Linked DNA regions of Hordeum vulgare: region 1 is linked to region 2. The links are chromatin contacts, called in public Hi-C maps. All regions are on one chromosome and are shown on one strand. Each heading gives the region's core, a stretch centred on a gene start, on an enhancer-like site or on the middle of the called end of the contact. The rest is flanking DNA. Distances are from core to core; before and after follow the strand shown. Region 1 holds the start of LOC123395373 (serine/threonine-protein phosphatase PP-X isozyme 2). Region 2 holds the start of LOC123398464 (amino acid transporter ANT1-like).

Region 1 (6,120 bases), core at 3,549-6,048, 160 kb before region 2:
GTATAAGTCATGAGCACAAACATGTGGAGCAGCTTCAAATACACGGAACTGCTTATTCAGGTTCTCATCAAGCTCTAGGATTGCAGCAACATTGCCACACCTGCAAGTCAGATAATTTGGAAAGAGGTAAGAATATTATTGTGAGGTACTACCTCTGTTCACTAATGTAAGGCCCTGTTTGGAACCACAATAGATTATGATAATCTGAATTATGAAGGTAGATTATATAATCTGGTTTATAAAAATAATCCAGGTGGACATGTTTGGAGGCCAGATTATATAAACTGTAATCCATGTTTTACATTGCATAATGACCTGTCCACCCTCTGTTTTATTTTTAAAAAGAGGAGGATGACGGTGGTAGGAATGTAATTATATCCAACTTTACAAGGGTAATGGGTCATTAGCAATCCATAATCTGATTTTAGCTGGTGTAGAGTAGATTATGAGTTTTTAATAATCTGTCTATCTAGTTTTTATAATCTACACCATAATCAGTCCTGTTTGGAGACATAATAGATTATAAAAACTGGATTATATAATCTGGGTGGTTCCAAACAGGGCCTAAGACATTTTGGCAGTTTAACTGAACTGTTAAAACGCATTACATTACTGGACAGAGGGTGTACTATAACAAATACAGCAGAGCATAGCTATCGGAGATCACATCACGCTGATAAAAAAGGCCGTCAGAAAAAAAATCACACTGAGTAACATATTCCTCTTACATAACTCTCAAAATCCAAACAATTGCAGCAAGTTTTTTTTATAGTAACTAGAAGAATTGCAGTACAATTGCGAAACCTCTGCAGGTGGTATGAGTTGCAAAAATATCAAATTCTAAGTTTCATCACATCTACTCAAAATGTAGATTACACAGTAGCCTGAACATAATTGCATACAAAACAGCATCACGGTAGCAGACAATCAAAAGCTTTGAACAGGTGGGAAAATATAGAACATTTTATCTCAGCAATCTTTTATGGCTTTGAAATAAACCCCACACCCACTTCCATTCTCTTAATTTCCACACACAATCTTATTCAATACTGTCAACAGCTAAAATCTACAGGATTCATCATTATACTTCAAAAGGAACATTAAGATAGAAGCTGAATTTTCAAGTACCTGTAGCAATAGTTAGGAGCAGACCATACAGTAACAATCTTGTTATTGAACATCCACTTGAATCCTTCCATGACTAGTTGATGAGCACGGCAAATATAATCTATGTTGTTTGAGTGGTTAAATGAAGAAACAACATTTCCACCAAAGAGGAACCCTGCACCTCGAGGACTTAATCCCCAGCCGTCTACAGCATCCTCTGGATCAGACCAAAGAAGGTCACACATGGCACCATCATGAGGCACTTCTTGCTTGCGATCTATTACTCTGATCTGTTGGGGGCACATGATAATAAAATAATAGAAATTGAATGCATGAACTATGAAATATGACACTGGAGAATAATCTACCTGATCCAATGTCGTAATAGCAGGGGAAAGGCCTCCATGGACGCTGAAGATTTTGTTCTCAATAAGTGCAGACAAACTGATAATAACAAATACATCAGCTCTTGTAGATTATGGTTTTAATTCAAAGAAACACAGTAGCATCCTCATAGCATTACCGCATGCAATATAAAAGCAACATAGAAATATTACCTTAAATAGTCAAATATTTCTGTGCAATATCTCCAGACATTCACCGAGCCGTATTTACGAAGACACTCATCATAGAAGCCATAAACCTGCAGCAATGCATGGGTTCAAAGAATAAATGACAACTATCGTAACACTAGAATATCCAACTTGAAAAAGGTCCCTCACTTGTGTGATCTGCCTGCTCTCGTGATTTCCTCGTATTAAAGTTATACGATCTGGGTACCTAACCTGGAGACAATTTGATCGTAACAGTTAGGACAGGAAATTAAATGGCACAGAATGTAAGTTGAAGGAGAACAACTAAGTGTTTTTACTACTGAAGTTGGATTAGGGAATTTGAATGTGAGGAACCAAGATAAACGGCAGGACAAATCATGAATGAGCACAAGGCCTCTCCACAAAGTTAAAAACAAGCATTAGGAATTCTTGTATTTTACAACAACCATAAGATAACCCTTTCAGCCATTCAGTAAGGTGTAGAGTTATGCTGACTTTAGGTGACCTTTTTACAGCAAAATGTGATACAATATATCGTATATGGCATCCTCAGTTACAAAACAGGCCAGGCACTTAGCAGCCTAGCAATAGTTACTCTCTGAAGTAAGTTAGGCACCAGAATTTAAATTATGTTTGGTAACATACATTACCAATTTTTTGGCTATGACCAAAAGCTTGGTCTTTGTTGGGACAGTTGCCAATTTTTTGGCAAGCTAATGCCTTTACCAACTCTAGTTCATTTTCTAGCCAATGTTTGCTAAACTCAGGGGCAAGGAAAACCTTGACCAAAATTTTGGCTTGCCAATTTTTTGGTAGGGCAACATTGGCCTCAACCCAAACACATCCTTACTCTCTGAAGCTATACATCATCATTAAATGACAAGAGTACGTGTATATATCTAACAATCTCCAGGGTCATTTGGCTGATAACTTAGAAATTTAGCACACCCATAGATAGAAAAGGCACGGCTAGGCTCTAGGTGGTAGCAAAACGCCTAGCACTTAGTGTGTGCATAATTGCGCTTAAGCATGCGCTTTCGTAAGGAAAGAGCAAGGCAGTGCCAAAATGCACAATTAACGTCTAGCTCTTTTTTTAAGTGTGAGCATACCAGAGCAGATTACAATTCTGTCGACATGCAGAACCCAATTTCTTGCCACACTTCCCACATTGCACCTTTTCATGAGAGGCGTGGGAAGAAAGCAGCTCCTTCTACAAGACTTGATATAGTTCTAGTCCATTCAATCATTTCCGTCACTATAATGACAAAAAAAATGACTGCAACGTTAACGGCTATGATGTGAACCTAGAGGGTGGCCAGAAGGCATGGACTGAAGGAGATCTTGAGGAGGGGGATAACTAAGCAAGAACTTGTATAACAAAAAGATAAATCATTAATCTTCTTTGCTAAAAAGGAGGGAGGTCATAGATACAATACATCCATAAATGGAGGATATGCTTGTGTCCTTTCTGGACTCCTTCTCTAATACTTCCATACTAGCTTCAAAATCAACTTCCTAATTCTCCTCGATTGTCTCCTAAGCAGTTCACTTTATTTCCTTACTGACTCTGCAATCGCCCTATTCTTCTACTCCCTGGACTACAACTTGGATGCTAAATTTCTTATGAGCGGTTTACTAGACAGCAGGTAGTATTGATTTTATCTTACCCCAGCATGTGTGTGCTAACAGAGCTGCCTAGACTATATTCACAATAGGCTACCTTTGGTATCAAAGTTGACCCAGTCAAAATAAGTTAGAAATAGTTTCCAATTCTAGGTAGGAATTATTGCAAAACTAAAGAGTTATAGGTACACATGTGTGACCATTCCAGCACCAAGAAAGGGGTAAACAGACACCATTCATTTGAACTACTAGTTCACGTTATTGCGCAGTCTAGTGTCATACATGCTTCATAATATTAGCTTTCATGTGCAGATCAGGGCAGCAAGCTGAGTGCCAGCCTTTGACCATTGTCGTATAAACAGGTCTGCTATACATGTATATAAGGAGCAAGGTCTTGCCCATACAAGTAAAATAGTCTGGTAAGGCAGTGTAGTCAGAGTCACTACTGGGCCAGTTGACCAAGAAAATTGTCATTACCGTTTTGTGGAACAGAGGCATCGATAAACATTAAAAGATACAGCATATGCATACAAAACATCTTAGTGTTATTTATCAACAGCATACCTTTAAGGCCAAAAGAAGCAAAAATGTTTCAACGGAATAAAATCCTCGGTCAACAAAGTCCCCAAGGAACAAGTAGTTTGTCTTTGGGCAGTCACCTCCAACTTTGAAAAGTTCTTTCATGTCATAGAACTGTCCATGAATGTCTCCACATATCTGAGTGCAAGAAGCAGATATTAGTTTCTTAAATCGCAACTATTTGAGCACGTGTGGTTAACTGGATATATCAATCAGGCAAAAGCACAACCAATGAATATGCACATTACATCATTTTCCTTGAAAGACCTGACAGGAATGAGAATGCTTTCACGAGACCATCTCCAGAAGACAATGACACAGGAAATCGGGCAACACCTCGTCAACGAAACCCTAGAGCCCTAATTCAAACACTAGCTAATCTCAATCAGAACGCAGTGAAGTTTGGTTGCCCAGACGAAGGGAACCGAAGCCTTCCCGCACATCAGTACATCTCCTAAGCACCCGCAATCTTCACCGGGACCTCGAGGAGCGACCCCGACTCGCTTCGAGAGCGCGCCATTTCCCCCATCGAACCGCGCCCAGACCGCTTCCAATAGAGAAGGAGAGGGAGAGGGAGCTGCGCGCGAGCACGTACCGTGACGGGGGCGTCGACGCGCTGGACGTTGCTCTCCTCGACGAGGATCTCCATGGCCTTGAGACAGAGCGCCTTGACCTCCGCCTCCGCCAGCGGCTCGCACCGCTTGAGCTGCTCGATCTGCCGGTCCAGATCCGAGGTCCCCATCTCGGCTCCTTCCCCCACTCGAGCTTCTAGAAGCTTCCGGAAGCGCGGCGCGCGCCTCGCCCTCCCTGCTTCCCGCTGATTCTGGAAGATTCTAGGGTTAGGAGGGGGAGGAGGGGGGAGGCGCGTGCAGTGCGGGCCGTGGTGGCATGTGGGGGCGAGCGTTTCGGGGCCGGTAAGGTTACCTCACTTTCGGTTCCCGTCGCCGGGGAACATTTTTGATTTCCCTGCCCCGTTTTCTCTTTTGCCTGCCTATGTTTTCTTTTCACATGTCACAGCATCTTCAACATCCACCCAACCGTCACACGCGCTAAAAATATTTTAGCGTGTTGAAATAATGACTTTTAATGCGTCGTAGAATGTCGACTCTAACAGTCGTCGTAAAAAAAAGCTCGCGCGAGCCGCTTCAGCAGACGCTGCAAAAAAAAAAAAACACGCTCGTCCAACACAAACGACATATGAACATTCCAAACGAAACCAATTTAAAATCAAACACATAAAAAAATTAACAATAAATAGTTGAATTTTTGACAAATAATTTATCTTCCAGTACAACAAATAGTTTATTTTCGACACTACAACATCAAACATACAAATCATCATTCGTTTTGTGGCTATTCCACGTCCATCACTTCTTGATTAGATCTTTTTTAAGATCATTATGTGTTTGGTCACGTCGAATGACATGATAGGAGGCAACAAATGGGGCCACCCTCGCAGCACTCCGCCACACTTACACGGGATGTCCCAAGAGCTCATACTGAGAGGTCTAAATATTGGTCACGTTCATTCTCGATGATCATGTTATGCATGATCACACAAGCGTGCATGATGTATCAAAGGATATTTTGATCCCAAAATATAGTCGGTCCTCTCGCAATAGCAAATTAGGCTTGCAAAATCCAAAAGCTCTCTCTCCACATCTTTCCGAGCCGCCGCTTGAGCATTGTGGAAATCTAGATTTTCCTTACCTTCTATTTTTTTCAACGGTTTCACAAATGTTTGCCACTATGGATAGATGCCATCCGCAAGATAGTAGTCATAGTTGTATGTATGGCCATTTGCTACAAACTCCATCGGTGACAGTTCATCATTTGCAATCTTATTGATGAGTGGTGATCGATTAATAACGTTGATGTCATTCAAAGATCCACACAAAAAGCATGCCAAATCCAAGTCTCTTGATCGGCCACCGCTTCAAGGATTATAGTGGAACCCTTTTTCTGGCCATGGAATTGTCCATGTCATGCCTTAGGACAGTTCTTCCAACTCCGACGCATGCAATCTATTGAGTCAAGCATACTTGGGAACCCGCGAGCTTTGTTCATCTCCAATAGCCTTGCGACGTCTTTAGCATTGGGAGATCTCAAATACTCTGGGGCAAACACTTGCACAATTCGGACTGCGGAGCGCTTGACACACATGATGGCCTGACTTTCACCCATGGCCAAGTGACCATCAACTAGACCAGCCGGAAATACCGTACGCCAACATACGCAAATCGGGTGTCACCTTTTG
Region 2 (5,823 bases), core at 3,314-5,813:
TATGGTGAAACATGTCTTCGGACAATATCAGGTGCCATCAAGGACCTACTCAGCATCAAGCTAACATACTTCGGCGACTTCTCAAGACCTTCTCTTACAAAGGCCCACTCGCCAACTATTACCTCCTCTAAAGGAGCACCCCCTGGAGAGCAAAGGAGCAAACGTGCAGCAAGGCGCAAGAAAGGACATCAAGCCATCCACAAAGGCCCTATGTAAACATTTCCTCTGTAATGTATGTTTAAGTATCAGTAACAGTTGTTTGGGCAGATCAGATTGTACGGATAGACGTCACGAGTTAATCGGAAATAGAGACCTATTTTTACGGTCCCATGGCAACCACCTATATTGCATAGCCAGTTCGATACATATTTTCAATGCGGTTGGTTAATCGACCGGGGGCTCGACCATTAAGATTGCCCCAAGCATCACTTCAACACCATCTTTTACCGTGTGTGCTCGGCGTATTGGATATTGCGTTATATGCATTGATTTTGAAAGATATCTTGGGTCAAAAGCTGGGTTGCCTGGCTCCTATGCTTACCTTTTTACGTTTCGCATGTTCGGCTAAAAGGGTAAAGAGAGACCACTATGATTGTACTTCTAGCTCGTGTGGTTAAGTACCTTAGTGGAGAAAGCCGAAAACTGAGTGGCATAATAAACATGAACCGGTCTATGATCTAATGAGGAGTGTTAAGATAAGAATCAGTGGAGGTTCACTATGTTATACTAAGGGTTTGAAGTTACACAAACGAAGTGATAATGGTTTTTAACCTCGGTATATCCAAACATCACAAAATACAGGGGGCTTGTAACTAGTCCCCGCAGTCAAGCTCCTACGGTTAAGTGAAATCATTAAAGCCGCATAGTGTGATTGCCTCGTTTCCTTCCATAGTACCGCCTCGGGGAACCAAGATGTTGGCTAAGGGTAACAGTGCAAAGGCAGAAAACACCCCTGGTAGCATATATGAGGGGGCTGAAGCCGATGGCTCGTAGCTTTCAGACTAAAATAGCCACACAAGAGTCAAAATTAAACAAGGCAAAGCATGATATACCATGCAAAGCAACATCATTATAATGCACAGAAGTTTAACGATCAATACAAGATAGTACTTTCACTCAAGAATTACATCGTTCGGGCACATGGTTTCTATCACCCGAGCACAATCCATAAGAGTGGGAAAATACATCTCGGGGTGCCAATGCTCTTTTCTGGGGGCGGAGGTTCGGTGGCCATTTCAGTTGGCTTTAACTCCAGACAATGCACCATGGTCTTCGTGAACGCCATCTGAGCTCCCTCAATGCATACAAAGCACTTCAGGACATCAATCTGGGGCGCGGTGGCAATCAACTTCTACACCAGGCTAAAGTACGTGCTCGACATCGGCTCTGTAGGCCATAGCCTGATACAGAGGTCCTTCATTGCCGGCTCCGCCGTTCGATGCAACTCCATCATCTGTTTCAACTAATCGTAGATGAGGAGAGGTTGCTTAGGGGCTTGAAATTGCGCCTAGAAATGCCTCAGCTCAGCATCCCCTTCCTCGGATACATAGTGCCTTGCCGCATCCGCTCACTCTTCGGGAGGTCCCCAAACGTGCCTCAAGAATGCCACACCCGGGTGAGCAACTGATACGTCTCTAATGTATCTATAATTTTTGATTGTTCCATGATGATATATTATCATTTTTGAATACTATTGGGGTATTATTACCAAATTATATTATTTTTTAGCACTAACCTATTGACAGAGCGCCCAGTGCTAGTTTCTATTTTTTGCATGTTTTTCACTTTTTAGGTTTTCCTTATCAAACGAAGTCCAATTGACCTGAAATATTTTGTGATTTTTTCTAGACCAGAAGAAGAACAACAAGCATCAGAGGAAGGCTGGGGGCCACAAGAGGGAGCGGGCGCCCTGTTGGCTTGTGAGCCCCTCGAGGCCCTTCAAACTCTGTTCTCTCGCTTATAAATTCTCTTATAGCCTAAAAACATTAGAAGGAGTCCCGAAACACTTTTTACACTGTTGCAAGTCTCTGTTCCGACGGGAGGCCATATAGAGCTCTGTTTCGGCATCCTGTTGGAGGGCGATCGATCACGGAAGGCCTCTTCATCAACCTTGTTGCCCTTATGATGATATGTGAGTAGTTCACCATAGACCTACGAGTCCATAGCCAATACCTATATGGCTAAGTGGTCGATGCCGAGGAAGAACGCCTTGGGAGACCCGCAACAAGCATGGGCGTAGGCGTTCTCCTCCTTCTCCACGGCGAGCCTGTCGACGACCCCTTCTTCTCTGGCCACAACAGCATGCTCCACATCGAGAAGCTCCGCATCCACCTTCGGCATGCCATAATGTGCGGGTAGAGCTCTTCGTGGAGGCGGTGAAAATTGGCCAAAGGGGACCACCCCCCACTGCGAGAGAGGCAGTTGCGCTTGCTTGGGCCACCAAGCCTCAACGAAGGGGGGGATCGACTGGAGTTGCCGGCCATCGCATTGTTGTGCTAGATTTCGTGTGGCACTGACCCGCCACGGTCACGACCACCACACCCGCTTACAGAACCTGTCATCGGTCACCAAAGAAAGGGTCTACACCGGGTGGAATTGCTTGACAAAAATAAGAAGAGATGTGATGGAGGAGGCAGATTGCGGCGAACACGCAAACCCTAAAACAATGATGGTCCGATAGATGTAGCGACTCAAGGATGGTTTTCCGGTTTGCTTGTACTCCCTCCGTTCCTAAATATAAGACCTTTTAGAGATTGCACTATGAACTACATACGGATGTACATAGACATATTTTAGAGTATAGATTCACTCATTTTCCTCCGTATGTAGTCTTCTAATGGAATCTCTAAAAGGTCTTATATTTTGGAACGGAGGGAGTATAATTTTTACGGGCCTAGGAGACATGTTAAAGCTATACAAAACACAAAAACACTATATCGACCGAGAGTTATGCAGCCAACGAGGTTAGAGCATCTATAGCTGGACCCCTCATACCCGTCTCAAATGCCCGGGCAAGCCGGCCGATCACTTACAGGTCACAAAAAAAATCGATCCAGTCGGACCCCTCAAACGGGTCTCATACGTCCGGGCTGACCAACATCTCTTATATCCATCCCAAATATGGGGCCGATATGGGGAAGCCCAGGCGCGCCCGCCACGTCGGACCCGACATCACGACACCACCGTAAATTACACAAAATCCATCCCGCGGAACAACCGGCTCCATTTGTTGTTTTCCTCTCTTCTTCATCCTCGCATCGTCCGTCTCGCAGCTCTGGCGTCGCCCGTGCATCGACGCCGTTCATAGCCTCTACCCCGCCAGCTCTGCGAGAGGAGTCTTTTGTCACGTCTTCATCGTGAAGGACGTCGTAGTCGGAAGACATCGCATTATGTCCGACAACTCTCTGGCTCTGCCTTGTGCTGGATGTGTTTGACATAATATCTGACCGGATTTTTTGGTCAGTTTTTAGGGGAAATGATAGATTCTGATGCTTTGTACGGCGAGGAGTATGGACCGACGGAGCTTGATCAACTGATTCAAGATGAGTTCTTCGATTCATCGGATTCAGACGAAAAAGTGGACATGTTCATGCTCATGACCATGTAAGAGGAAATGGACTGGCAAGTGGAGCATATTCTCAACGGGGAATCACTTTCGTGCAACTACGCCGTCAACGGCCAAGACTACAACATGGGATACTATCCCGTTGATGGCATATATCCTAAGGAGGCTGCATTTGTGAAGACCATATCTAAACCACATGAAAATAAACAAAAGCACTTCGTAACAATTCATGAAGCAGCTAGGAAGGATGTGGAGAGGGTATTCAGAGTGTTGCAAGCGCGTTGGAGAATTGTCCATGGGACTCCAATGATGTGGGAATCAGAAACTTTGTAGCAACCGATGGCACATTGCGTTATTTTGCACAATAAGATCTATGATCGTCGAGGATGAGGTGATGGTGTAGCTCAAACCAATGATTTTGAAGCACGTGGAGAACAAGTTGAAATCCCGAAAGATCAAGATGCAGTTCAGCTTATAAATTTTCTGCAGATGCAGCACACGCAACTACTTAATGATCCAATGAAGCATATGTGGACCAACAATAAAAATCAAAGAGGAAATGATTGATTGTGCACTTTAAATAAAATTAATGTAAATGTTCTTTATGTTGGTACCTACATTTGTTATTTATGCATGACATTAGTTTATGTGATTGACGTGCATGATTTTATATGGATTTGACAGTCCAGATATAAGATGAAAGAAGCAAAATATGAGGGACCATCCGGATGATCGTGGGCATGCCCGGATGCGTCCGACGAACTTATAGGAGGTCGGATTATCCCAATCCGACTGTAGGTGCTTTTATACCGGATCTGCTAGGGTTGCTTTAATAGCAAAATAAAAATAAAAATCATGTGCGCTTTACACGTCCCACTCACTCACTCACTCACTCACTCGCTCACCCCGTGACAAAAGCACGGCACATATATACCTCGCGAGTCGTACGTGTGGCTGCCTCGCCCACCAAACACATCTCCAATAAAAAAACAACCCAATTTTAGCTCTGCCCTCTCGACACGTACGCGATTGCTGCTGGGAGGATGGCGGAGGCAAAGGCGGCGCCGCTGCTGGCGCGGGAGGACGGGGGTGCTGCCGCCGGGGGATCCGGGCGCGGCGGCGGAGCGACGTGGGCGCAGACGCTGGGCAACGTGGTGGTGTCCATCGTCGGCACGGGGGTGCTGGGCCTGCCCTACGCCTTCCGCGCCGCCGGCTGGCTCGCGGGAACCCTCGGAGTCGCCGCCGCCGGCTGCGCCACGCTCTACTGCATGCTCCTCCTCGTCAGTATCTACCCAGATTTGCTTTACATCTTCCTCTTTAGTTTTTCTCCCGCTGATTATCTGGGTTTAAGCCAAAAATAAAATACATAGAATTCTGGAGCTGCTGCACCCTGCAATGCGTTCAGTCTATATACAGGTTGGGTGAACTGCTCGGAGCAACTCTATCGGACCCCGCAAAACGGCCGGCCTGCAAAAAATCCGACGACTATACGGGTTTGGGCTGGTTTTCCTGCCAGAGCAGACACTGCAAACGCGGCCCGACCCGTAACATTTTTACGGTGGCCCGTAAACGCGACCGCTCGACCCGTATAATTGCGGGTTCGACCGCTGGATGCGGGTCGAAACCCCATCCCTCCGTCGCCGCGAAAAGCCCCCGCATCTCACCGCCGGCGCCTCCAATCCGCCGCCGCGCGCCTCCATTCCGCTGCGTAGCAGCTCAAATCCACCACCCTTGATGGCCAGCTCGGGTAGCCGTAGGAACGACGACCCCGAGAGGGCTCGTCGCGTCAGATCCGACGCCGCCCGTAAGTGCGCCGCCCGCCGGTACACGCGGTGGGGCCTGCCGCCGCCGCCGTCGCTCCTCCGTCGCAAGAGAGAGGAGTACGACCGCGTGCGCGGCCGCCTGTTCTCCGGCAGCAGCTCATTCGAGGCGTCGAGCTCGCGCTCGTCCTCCTCCCTCCCACCGGTGAAGAGGGAGCTCGAAGAGCTCCCGTCGGTGAAGATGGAGCCGGAGGCCGAGGTGGTGCCGGAGCGACGTGTCGGGGCCGTCGTCGGACCGGAGGATTTCCTCCTTCCGGCGGAGGCGGATAGCCTCCTGCCCGTGCTGCTGGCGCGGAGTGCACAAGAGGCGGAAGAGGACCAGCAGCGCCGCCGGAGGGAGGAGGAGATCGACACCGTGCTCTACGAGCAGGGTGTCGCATCGGCCATCGCCTTCGGCCACAAGGTGGAGTGGCGCCGTGAAGCGACCGCGCAGAAGCG

The links. A called contact is a pair of places that touch in the nucleus more often than the background predicts.
Region 1: a contact with region 2 is called in a Hi-C map of leaf, with 5 times the contacts expected there. The contact joins the promoter of LOC123395373 here to the promoter of LOC123398464 in region 2. A contact is called at or near these places in 4 of 6 Hi-C or Micro-C datasets (leaf and seedling) and 1 of 1 datasets of contacts at active chromatin or transcription factors (embryo).

The regions. Positions count from the first base shown.
Region 1 is chr5H:376,036,011-376,042,130 of MorexV3_pseudomolecules_assembly, reverse strand. It overlaps LOC123395373 (serine/threonine-protein phosphatase PP-X isozyme 2), which reads right to left and starts at 4,798. Exons shown (of 8, transcript XM_045090366.1): 1 at 4,459-4,798; 2 at 3,849-4,001; 3 at 1,830-1,892; 4 at 1,665-1,750; 5 at 1,476-1,551; 6 at 1,129-1,397; 7 at 22-100. The coding sequence starts at 4,605.
Region 2 is chr5H:375,877,103-375,882,925 of MorexV3_pseudomolecules_assembly, reverse strand. It overlaps LOC123398464 (amino acid transporter ANT1-like), which reads left to right and starts at 4,563. Exons shown (of 3, transcript XM_045092932.1): 1 at 4,563-4,845. The coding sequence starts at 4,609.